Linked DNA regions of Anser cygnoides: region 2 is linked to region 1. A link is a contact called in public Hi-C data. All regions are on one chromosome and are shown on one strand. The core of a region is the stretch at or near the end of the contact, and the rest is flanking DNA. Distances in the headings are between cores, read along the strand shown. Region 1 holds the start of HES4 (hes family bHLH transcription factor 4). Region 2 overlaps AGRN (agrin).

The links. Hi-C and Micro-C count contacts between places; a contact is called where the count stands out from the background.
Region 2: a Hi-C map of liver shows a contact between it and region 1, with 9 times the contacts expected there. The contact joins the enhancer-like site here to the promoter of HES4 in region 1. A contact is called at or near these places in 2 of 7 Hi-C or Micro-C datasets (both in liver).

The regions. Positions count from the first base shown.
Region 1 is chr23:5,134,023-5,139,271 of Taihu_goose_T2T_genome, forward strand. HES4 (hes family bHLH transcription factor 4) reads right to left here and starts at 3,197. Exons shown (of 6, transcript XM_048067760.2): 1 at 3,012-3,197; 2 at 2,758-2,853; 3 at 2,568-2,655; 4 at 1,969-2,420; 5 at 1,898-1,966; 6 at 1,811-1,896. The coding sequence starts at 3,122. The coding sequence ends at 1,828.
Region 2 is chr23:5,188,634-5,193,882 of Taihu_goose_T2T_genome, forward strand. The region is part of intron 2 of AGRN (agrin); the gene reads left to right. Among named protein-coding and RNA genes, the nearest start is that of AGRN, 10 kb to the left of the region's middle. Within about 2 kb of position 2,643, at least 3 of the 3 cell types and tissues checked have open chromatin away from gene starts, as enhancers often do. A contact at or near this core is called in liver, where this site is marked.

The DNA.
Region 1 (5,249 bases), core at 1,947-4,446:
TTTTGTGCCGGGGATTGCATAATAAAACCTCCCGGGAACCTCCGGGTTCGGACGGGTTCCTCCTCGTGACGGCGAGATGGAGGCAGGTCAGCGCGCGGCGATCGATGGCCCACGCGTAGGTGCACGGGGGTGGCCGGGTCGCGTCGGCACAAGGTTAATTGCAACCCGTGCTCCTGCACCAAACCCTTGCCAAAACCTCGTGCAAGGTGCACAGAAGTCCAGAGAGGGGGGGCGGTCTGCCCTACAGACCCCATATCCCACCCCGAATAAACCACAGCCCGATCGCCGCCAGCCCCAGACCTCGAAACACCAAATATCATTGGCATCCTAAAAAAAAATAAAACTAAAAAAAATAAAATAGGTTTGAACCCTAGGTTTGTGCAAATATTGGCTGCTGTGCAAGCATCGAGGCATTCCCTGAGAGCCAAGCAAAGCCCAAGGGGGGGTCCCAAGCATTGCCCCCCACCTGTGGGGTCCCAGGGGACGGAGGGAAGCCAGGCACGGGGGGCTCCGTGCATGTCACGTGCCGGCTTTGCTCTGCGAAATTACACGGTATCCTCGTCAATCCGGAGCAAAGCACACCAAAAAAATAAATTAAATTAGGTGCTTTCTCCGCACCTTATTAATTGGTGCCAATTGGAAGCGGTTAATTCCCTGCGCGCGAGGCTGCAATTGCTTCCACTTGGCCGGGATTCAAGTGCCGGGGGTGAGTCAGAATGGGTGGCAAAACTGTCTTTTCCTCGGTTCCCTTGCTTACTGGAAAAAAAAAAAAAAAAGAGAGAAAAAAGCCACAACCCCGAGTTATTCTCTTTTATGAGGTGGGCATTGTGAGGCCAGGCAATTGAATTTACAACAGCATTGAGTATCAGAGTCTATCTGGCCCTGTCAATGAGAGTGGAGAGAAAAAAAAAAGACACACATTAACCCTCAGCTCCGAGTTCCCAGGCGTTTCAATAGGGTTCCCAACTTCCCAAAGAGCCCGCTGCATACTCGATGAGACCCTTTATACCTTCTAATTACCCTCCTCACAATGGGGACAGACTCTCCTGCCTCTTTTGTGGGCGAGATAGTAACTTTTGCGCACCCCCCCCCCCCCCCCAATCCCTAAAAAGAGGTAACAGGAGCGAAGCCCTAAAAGCAGCAGCAAATCCTAAAAGCAGAGTTATTTCAGTAAGCGGTATTGGGGTCGTGCATTGCTCAGGTTCCAGGGGCAAATTTTTAGGAATTGTTTTTTTTTTTGAGCGGGAACAGGGCACTGCAAAGATCTCAGTGCTATTTCAGCAGGGCCAGACCCCCACCCCCCCTTGCCTCCCCTCTATCTGTTGCAGGAATCCCTTCCAGCAGCCTTACTTAAGGCCATAAAGTTTGCCCCTACTTTTTTCCCCCCCCCTCCTGAGGATTAGCTTTGTCCCTGCTAAATGAAAAGAAGAAAAAAAATCTATTTCAAAGAGTTTATTTAAACACCTGCATTTTTTTTTTTGGAAGTCTCCAACACAGGCACGCAACACACACACAGACAAACGGGATACAAACAACTTTGGCATTATACTTTTTGAATATTTGTTACAAAACTATTTCTCATTTATTTCTTTTTCTTAAAAAAAGTATCTCAAATAAAGGCATTTCAAAGGAGTAAAAATACAAGTTGAGATCCCAACCTCTGAAAATAATAAATAGCACGTTCATATCGAGGTCCTTTTTTTTTTTCCTTTTAAATCCTCCATTCTGCGTTTTTTTTTTTAAAAAAAAAAAAAGAAAAACCCGACCATAACAGGGCTCCTTACAACGGAGCCAAGCAGAGTTTCGTGCCTTTTTGCTCTGGGCAAGTCACCAAGGCCTCCAGACGGATTCACTGCGCTCTGCGACGGGGCTCCCCGCCTGGGACGCCGGCACAATGCTGCCCCCAAATGATGTCAAGCCCTGCACCGGGGACGCCGACGGGGTGGCGGATGCGTTCCCCGATCCTCCTCCTCCTCCTGCAGACACGGGGACGTTGGCGTTGGCGTAGAGGGGGATCACCGGTCCGGAGCCGGGCGGGAAGGCTGGGTTGGGGATGAGGAAGGCGAATTGGCCATCGGTGGCCGGGACGAGCTGGAAACCCCCATAAACCTTGGGGGACAAGGCTTCGGCGGGGTTCATCTTGCAGGGCACGGGCACGGCTCCGGCAGCGGGCGGCAGCTGGACGTGCAGCGGCTGTGCCAGATGCGCCGGCTGCCCGGCGGGCGGCGGAGGAGGAGGCGGCGGCGGGTAGTTCATGGCCACGATCTGCCCCAAGCAAGCCGAGAGGTGGCCGAGCAGGCGGGTGCGGACGTCGGCGTTGACCCCCTCGCAGGTGGAGAGGAACCTGGTCACCTCGTTCATGCACTCGTTGAAACCAGCCCGGTATTTGCCCAGCACCGTGGGGTCGGCGCTGAGGGCGGCTGCAAAGCGAAGGGCGGCGGGTGAGCGGCTGCGGGGTGGCGTGCGAGCGGCCACCCAGCCCCCCCCAAAAAAAACCCTGAAAAGGGATTTTTTTTTATTTTTTTCTTAAAGAGGATGATGAGAGGGATGCCGGGTTTCGTCCTTACCCGTCATCTGCGCCCGCTGCAGGTTCCGCAGGTGCTTCACCGTCATCTCCAGGATGTCCGCCTTCTCCAGCTTGGAGTGCCGCGAGCTCTGCGGGACGACAGCGGCCGTCAGCCTCCCCCCCACCTTCTTCCTCACCCCCCAGACCCCCCTCCGTTTCGCCTTCCCACCCCCAAAAACACCCCAACTCACGTCTTTTTTCAGCGCGTCCAGGATGAGCGTCTTCAGCTGCCCCAGGCTCTCGTTGATGCGCGCCCGGCGCCGCTTCTCCATGATGGGCTTGGAGGACTGCGGGGAGAGCCTCGGTTGGTCGCCGATCGCTTCCACACCCCCCCCCAAATTAATTTTTGATTTAATCTCCCCCCTCCCCATGCACCGACCTCAGCACGGCCGCCGGCTCGCCGCCATCCACCTCCGCCGCGCGCCGGCCGGGCCCCGCCATTTACCTTGCGGTGCTCGCTGGCGCTCCGGGGCTTGTCCGGCGTGTGGCTGGCGGTGGCCGGCGCCCCGGCGATGGGCGAGGCGGTGGGCTTCTCCGGGCCCGCGTCTGCGGGCATGGCGCTGCGAGCGGCGGCGGCGGCACCGCGGAGCTCCGGCGGCGGCAGCGGGGCCGGGAGTGGCGGCGGCCGGCTCCCCCCCTGCCTTTTATACCCGCCGCCCGCTCCCCATTCGTGGGAAACCGCCGCCGCGGCCGTTCCCACAGCGCCGCCGGCCAATGGCAGCGCGGATCGCCCCCCCCCCCCTCCCCGCCGCCCCGCAGCCCGCGCCGCGATTGGCGGGCCGGGGCGTCACGCGCGCGGGCGCGCGCGCGCGGCCCGCCCCCTCGCTCGCGCGCCCCGCGCCTCGCCCCGCCCGTCGGCGGGAGGCCGCCCGGCGCGCGCGGGGCCACGCGGGGACGGCGGCGGCGGGCGGCGGGCGGCCAATCGGCGGAGGGCGGGCGGCGGCGCCGGCGCCGATTGGCTGGCGGGGAGCCCGGCCGTCAATCAAGCGGGCGGCGCTCGGCCCCGCCCTCGGCCGCCCGGCGCCGGGAGCACGTGCCGCCGCGCGCCCGGCGGCCCGCGGGGGGAGGCCGCGCCCACTGGGGCGCGCGCCGGGCGCCGTGCGGAGAGCGGCGGGAGGCGTGCGGCGTGCAAGGGGCGCCGCGGGAGGGGCAGCGAGCAGCGTGCAAGGGTAACGGGCACCGTGCAGTGGGTAACGGGCACCGTGCAAGGGTAACGAGCAACGTGCAATGGGTAACGGGCACCGTGCAAGGGTAACGAGCACCGTGCAATGGGTAATGAGCACCGTGCAAGGGTAATGAGCAACGTGCAATGGGTAATGAGCAATGTGCAAGGGTAACGGGCACCGTGCAAGGGTAAAGGGCACTGTGCAAGGGTAACGAGCACCGTGCAAGCGGTAACGGGCACCGTGCAAGGGTAACGAGCACCGTGCAATGGGTAATGGGCACCGTGCAAGGGTAACGAGCACCGTGCAAGGGTAACGAGCACCATGCAAGGGGTAACGGGCAACGTGCAATGGGTAATGAGCACCGTGCAAGGGTAACGAGCACCGTGCAAGGGTAACGAGCAACGTGCAATGGGTAATGGGCACCGTGCAAGGGTAACGAGCACCGTGCAAGGGTAACGGGCACCGTGCAATGGGTAACGGGTACCGTGCAGTGGGTAACGAGCACCGTGCAAGGGTAACGAGCACCGTGCAAGGGGTAACGGGCACCGTGCAAGGGTAACGAGCACCGTGCAATGGGTAACAAGCAATGTGCAAGGGTAACGGGCACCGTGCAAGGGTAAAGGGCACCGTGCAAGGGTAACGAGCACCGTGCGATGGGTAACGGGCACCGTGCAAGGGTAACGAGCACCGTGCAAGGGTAACGGGCACCGTGCAAGGGTAACGGGCACCGTGCAAGGGTAACGGGCACCGTGCAAGGGTAACGAGCTATGTGCAAGAGTAACGAGCAACGTGCAATGGGTAACGAGCAATGTGCAAGGGTAACGGGCACCGTGCAAGGGTAAAGGGCACCGTGCAAGGGTAACGAGCACCGTGCAATGGGTAAGGGGCACCGTGCAAGGGTAACGAGCACCGTGCAAGGGTAACGAGCACCATGCAATGGGTAACGGGCACCGTGCAAGGGTAACGAGCAACGTGCAATGGGTAATGGGCACCGTGCAAGGGTAACGAGCAACGTGCAAGGGTAATGGGCACCATGCAAGGGGTAATGGGCACCATGCAAGGGGTAACGGGCACCGTGCAAGGGTAACGAGCACCGTGCAATGGGTAATGGGCACCGTGCAAGGGGTAACGGGCACCGTTCAAGGGTAACGAGCAACGTGCAATGGGTAATGGACACCGTGCAAGGGGTAACGGGCACCGTGCAAGGGTAACGAGCACCGTGCAAGGGGTAACAGGCAACGTGCAAGGGTAACAAGCACCGTGCAAGGGTAACGAGCACCGTGCAAGGGTAACGAGCACTGTGCAATGGGTAATGAGCACCGTGCAATCGGTAACAGGCATTGTGCACTGTGCAATAGGTAAAGAGCACCATGGAAGGGATAACGAGCACTGTGCAATGGGTAACGGGCACCGTGCAATAGGTAAAGAGCACCGTGCAATGTTCAATGGGTAACGAGCTCTGTGCAATGGGTAGAGAGCACCATGGACCGTGCAGGGGGTAATGAGCACTGGGCACA
Region 2 (5,249 bases), core at 1,393-3,892, 54 kb after region 1:
GTTGAGCTGGTTGCCCAACCACCGCGAAAACATACTTCTGCAATCCCTCACTCGCTGGCTTCTCGCTTCCTCCCTCTGCTCGTCCTGTTCCAGCAAGAGCTCCGGGCTCGTGGGGGAATGCGGTGCCCCAAAAGCCCTCTGTGGGGTCTGAGCACGTCCCGAGAGCAGATGAGTAAACAAGGGCAGGAATGCAGGAATTCTGCACAGGCAACAAACAAACACGCAGCGCGGCTCCCTCCTCCCCGCTGGATGTGCAGAGCAGAGGCCGTAACCCCGTTCTCCAGCTGTGAAGGCTGCCGGAGGTAAACGACCGAGCTCCAAGTCCTCCGGGGCTGGGAAAGTGCCAGCTCAGCACAGCGGCACCCGTCTCGAGTGGCTTTTGCAAGAGGGAGAGACACCGGAGGTTTCCTAGCAGATACGCACCCGTTTTGTACTGCGATCCAAAGGCATCGGCCCTATCGGAGGGGGGTGGGAGAAGGAGGAGGAGGAGGAGCGCAGTGTGGGTTTTTTGTTAAACCTGAGCAAACACTCGGAGGGATTCTGTCTTCGCCCAGCTTTGTGTTCCTTGGCACGCTCGCGTCGCGCGCGCTGGGCTGGCTGAGCTGGGTGGTTCCTGCTTGTGGTGAGGGAGGCTGTCCCTGGAGGCCCAGAGGAGATGGCGAGGGATCTGATTTTCGTCCTGTACCATAGATTTGACTCCGAATTTATGTGGGACCCGCGCCTGCTCCCCTATTCCACGGGGGAAATTCAAAACTGGTTTCTTTAGTGCGATGCTGATTAAAACCCCCGTGTGCAGCATCTGGCCGTGTTGGCCAGCTGGGCTGGGACGAGGAGCACCGAGCCCTGTCCCCACGGTGGGGACACATCCTGCAGCTCTTCCTACAGAGCATAACAGGGCTGTGGGGCTGTGCCCCGCGGCCCTACAGGCGTGCTGGTGCAAGCAGAGGTGCGTGGGGCCTGCGTGCTCTGGGCTGCAAGCAGCGTGTCCTCCCATAAGCACATCCTGCTGCGAAGGTTTTGCTCTGTGACCTCTCGTGCAAGGGAGCTGGAGGTGCCAGAGCTGGGCCTGTTTGCAATTTCTCTTTGCCCTGTGATTAAATCGCAGGTCCGTGGGTTTATTTTCCCTCCCTGCTTTGCTGACGCCCTCTCTTGATGTCAGGTAGCAGGCGATTCTTTGCGTCTCTCTCCTTTTTTCCAGTCGCTTTGCTCCCTTTAATTAAGGCCCTCATCCCGAGGGCTCCGCGGGACGCTGCGGGCACGCGGAGAGATGCCCAGGGCTTGGGGACAGCAGCGGGGACATGCGAGGGCTGGAAAACAGCCTGGGGGGAGCTGGCCGTGCGTGGTGGACCTGCCTTCTCCAGGCTGGTGACACCTGCCCGGACCCCTGCGGAGGAAAAAACAAAAACCAGGGAGCCCCGAGCTGCCAGTATCTCATCTCCAAGCGCTGCGCAGGGGAGGTGCAGCAGTTCTGTGCTGTTTCAGGCTGGTTTGGCAGCTCTTCCAGTGCCTTGATAAAGCCGCCTTCCTTGTCACATCCCCTGGACTTGTTTTCCCTTTTTATCCCTGTCTTGGAAGCCTGGTTGTTGTGTGCGCATCCTGCATGCTGGCTGCACCCCGGCACAGCTCCTCACCTCCAAAAATGAGGTTTCCTCCAGCTGTACCCAAACCTCACGCCTCTCCCGAGGTGTGCGTGAGCTCCGCTCGACTTGCCCAGCGTAGCTGAGGAGCTGGGCTCTGGGAGGCCGTGAAAAACCAGCCATGAGAACCTGCTCCTGCCGCCCTGGGAATCCTTTCTGAGCTCTGAGTCTGAGAATTTAGCTCCAGGACTTGTTTCCCATCAGCTCCCCACAGGAGGGTTCAAAGCGAAGCTGCCCAGGACGCTGCGCTCCGAGGTTAAAAACAAACCTTGGAGAGCTTTTGCAGAAGGAATTGGAAGAATGGTGGCAGCTGGATGGAAAAAACACGGATGTTTTGAGAATCTTCATCTCCTGTCGCTGCAGCTTGGAAAAATCCTAGAGACCAAAAACCTTTCCTGCCCTAAAAAGGGGAGGGGGGTTCAAACCAGGGCGAGTCTGTGAAACAGCTCAGGTTGGGGGTTGGAGCAGCGATCGGTTTGGTGATGTTTAATTGTGTTAAAAGAGCTCCGGCTGGCTGCAGCCGAAATGTAGGGCTTGAGCTAAGCCTGCGAGGGGGCTGCAGGAGCCCCCCGGGGACTGCAGGAGCCCCCCCGGGGCTGGGACGATGCTCGAAGGGGGATGCTCGCTCCTGCCTCTGCGGGAAGGCGCACGAGGGCTACCCTCGTGCAGGTTTCCCCTTGCTCTTTGGGACATCTGGATGAGGTTTTCCGGGAGAAGATTTACCCGGTGAAGCACAGCCTTGCTGGTTTGGTGCCTTTTAACCCTCGGTATTGCAAAAAGGGGGTCGGAGTCGCAGTGCTTCGGGTGTTTGAGGCTCCGTTCCCTGACAGCGCCATCGAGCACCCACTTCTGGAGCCCAGGAGATGTTCCCCGGGTGTGTCTGGCTCGTGTTTCCCTTTGATCGCGGCTCCACTCGGAGAAAATTGAGATTTTTGTGTGCGGTGTGGGAGGGGCAGGCGCTGACTCCAGCGTGAGCTGGCTGGGTGGAAGGAAGTTCAGCCGAAAGCCACGGCGGAGCCCTGGTTAATGAGAAGCCAGGGCTCCTTCCAGGCGTGATTTGCATGAACCCGGGTGCAACAGCCCCGGCTGAGATTGTTGTGCTGGCTGTGGGGATCGGGCTGGACTTTGAACCCCCTGGGAAAAGCCGTGCGTGAGCGCAGTGCGTGGGGAAACCCGACAGCCTCGGGCACGGGGTGCTGTGACTGCAGGCCCTGCCGGTGGCTCGAAGCCCCCATCCCAGGGCAGGACGCCTGCAAGAAGCTCCTTGCCTCGTGCTTTTTCACCTCAACTTCTCGGATGAGGTGGGAAACGGCGCAAAAAGTGGGGTTTTCTCTGAGCCTTTTGGCTGGGATGGATGCATCCTTCGTGGTGGGGCAGCCCGGGGGTGATGCTCTGCACCCCCACAGGGGTCTGTCCGGCGCTGGGAGAGGCATCCCTCGGTGTGCCCAGCCCTTCCCGAGCTTTTTGGGGCTCCTGGCCACCGGGCAGAGCTGCTGGGGTGCCTGCAGGTGCTGCCACGAGGACGCCAGCAGCCCTCGGGGACGCTTTCCCCCCGATAGATGCCCGGACTGAAGCTCTCGGCTCTGGCTGGCGTTCAAGATGCGCTGTGCTGCAGATGCTCCATACGTTTAAAAATGTCACTTAGCTCTCATTAAAATCCTTATTATAGCCAGTCCAGAACCCTCCTGACTCTTCATCTCTGTGGCAACCCTATTAATTACTCCCGTGGAAGAACCGCATCCAGCCTCGGCTCTCCCGTGTTTTCACCCAGGCAGATGGCACCCCCCTCTCCTCCAGCTCCCTCCTCTATAGGGTGAGCCCGATGGTTGCTGAAAAATCCCTCTTTCACCCCGTGCCCAAAGTTTTTTGGTGGACTTGGGAGCGGGATGGCTTTGAAAGCACCTCCAAGTGACGTTGCCCGCCCCGTTTCATCGTCTTCCTCTTCACTTTTATTCCCTCCTCCCTTTCCTTCGAGGTCCGTGCCTCTGCAGGACCGAGACGTTTTGTTCCTGTAAGCCAGCCCATGCAAAATTTCCTTTTCAGGCCCCTTCCAGGGGCTGTAGGAAATGCACAGTAGGCTCCTCTCAGCAAGGAAATCGCTGGCACGGGCTCGTGTTAGGTGATGCGGGCTGCGGTCACTTCCCATGGCCGGGTCTCTGCAGCCCTTCACCCCATAACGATTTCTTTTGAATCCATCCCTGGCAATTCTTTGTCTCTCCAAACAGGCAAGGGAGGGGGCTGGAAGGGTTGGTGCGTGGGTTTCTGCTTAAAGAAGGATTTTTTTTTTTCCATTTCTTTTTTTTTTTTTTTCCCCTCTCTTTTTTTCTTCTTCCTCTTCTTGGCTCTGTTTTGAATTGAAGATAATGAGAACAGCATCAACACCTCCGGCTCGGGAGGGCGAGAAAACCAGCCAGCAGCTGTAAAAATGTAGTAAACCCAGAGGGGGGAGCCCAGAGCTGCGAAATCCTGGGGGCCCCCTTCCTGCCCCCCAACCCTGGGGGGGGCAACTGAGTGCTGGGGCAGCCGGAGCTGGATGAGGCCCCGGTGCTGGGGATGCTGCAGAGCCTCCCTGTCCCCGTTTTAGCCCCGGCTGGGGCAGGGGGGAGCCCTGATTTTTGGGGGCCAGGCACAGGGGTCTGCTGCCCCCCCCCCCCCTTTCCCTCGCGTGGTGGTAATGCAAAACATCCCTCGGGTGTCGGGCAGTAGCTGAGGGAGTCGGCTTGTTTAGCAAATTCCTACGGAATTTTAATCTGGTGGGGGAGGCTGCTGCTCCGGGAAGGCTCCTTCGGCCCCGCGCCCAGCACGTCCCGCCCCGTTTCCCTGCGGGATCAGCTGGGGCTTCCCGGCCGGCATCCCCCTCCGTGGTGCTGGCTGCGCTCCTCTGGCGAGTGCTGGTCCCTGCCCGGGTGCTCGTGGCGCTGCTTTTCCCTTGTCCATCCCGTAGCGAGCCGCGGTCCTGCTCCAAGCGGTGCCAGCAGCCCCCACCCGCAGGCTCTGCGCTGCTGCCGCCTCCGGTGGGCTTTTATCCCTCCCTTCCTTAGGGACGTGGGGTGGGAAGGACAAGTGGAGAGGCAGGTATTACGAATTCCCATATGGGACCAGGCTGAAACGTGTCCCTGTCCCGCTCTTGGTCCCCGCAGCATCCTCTCTTTCTGCTCTGCGATGTTTGGGGCTCGGTAATATTGGCATGAGGGTATCTCAGGCTGCTGCAGGGAGCTGCCCCGTGGGCATGTGGAGCCTTTGGTGGCACGGGGGGCTGCAGGATTAAAGGGATCCCCCTTCCTGAGGGGCTGCAGGCAGCGGGTGCTGGTGGTGGGAGGCTTCCCGCGGGCTGTTCCCACCAAGGCTGGCTTCTCCTTCCCTCCGAGCGTCTCCAGCTGAGCTCCAGCAGGCTGGGGGCTGGCAGCAGCATCCCCTGCATCACCTGGCTCTGCAGAAGCGTTCGTCTCCTCGAGGTCCTGTAGCCAGGTGGGATTTTTTCCGCCTCATTGCGGTGTAAAATGGGGAGCTGTGTCCCCCCTCCAGCTGGGTCAGGGCTGGGGGCCTGCCCTACACCTCGTGTGCTCGGGGTCAGCGCTGCTGGTGCTGCAGGCGGTGCACCGAGCCCTTCTG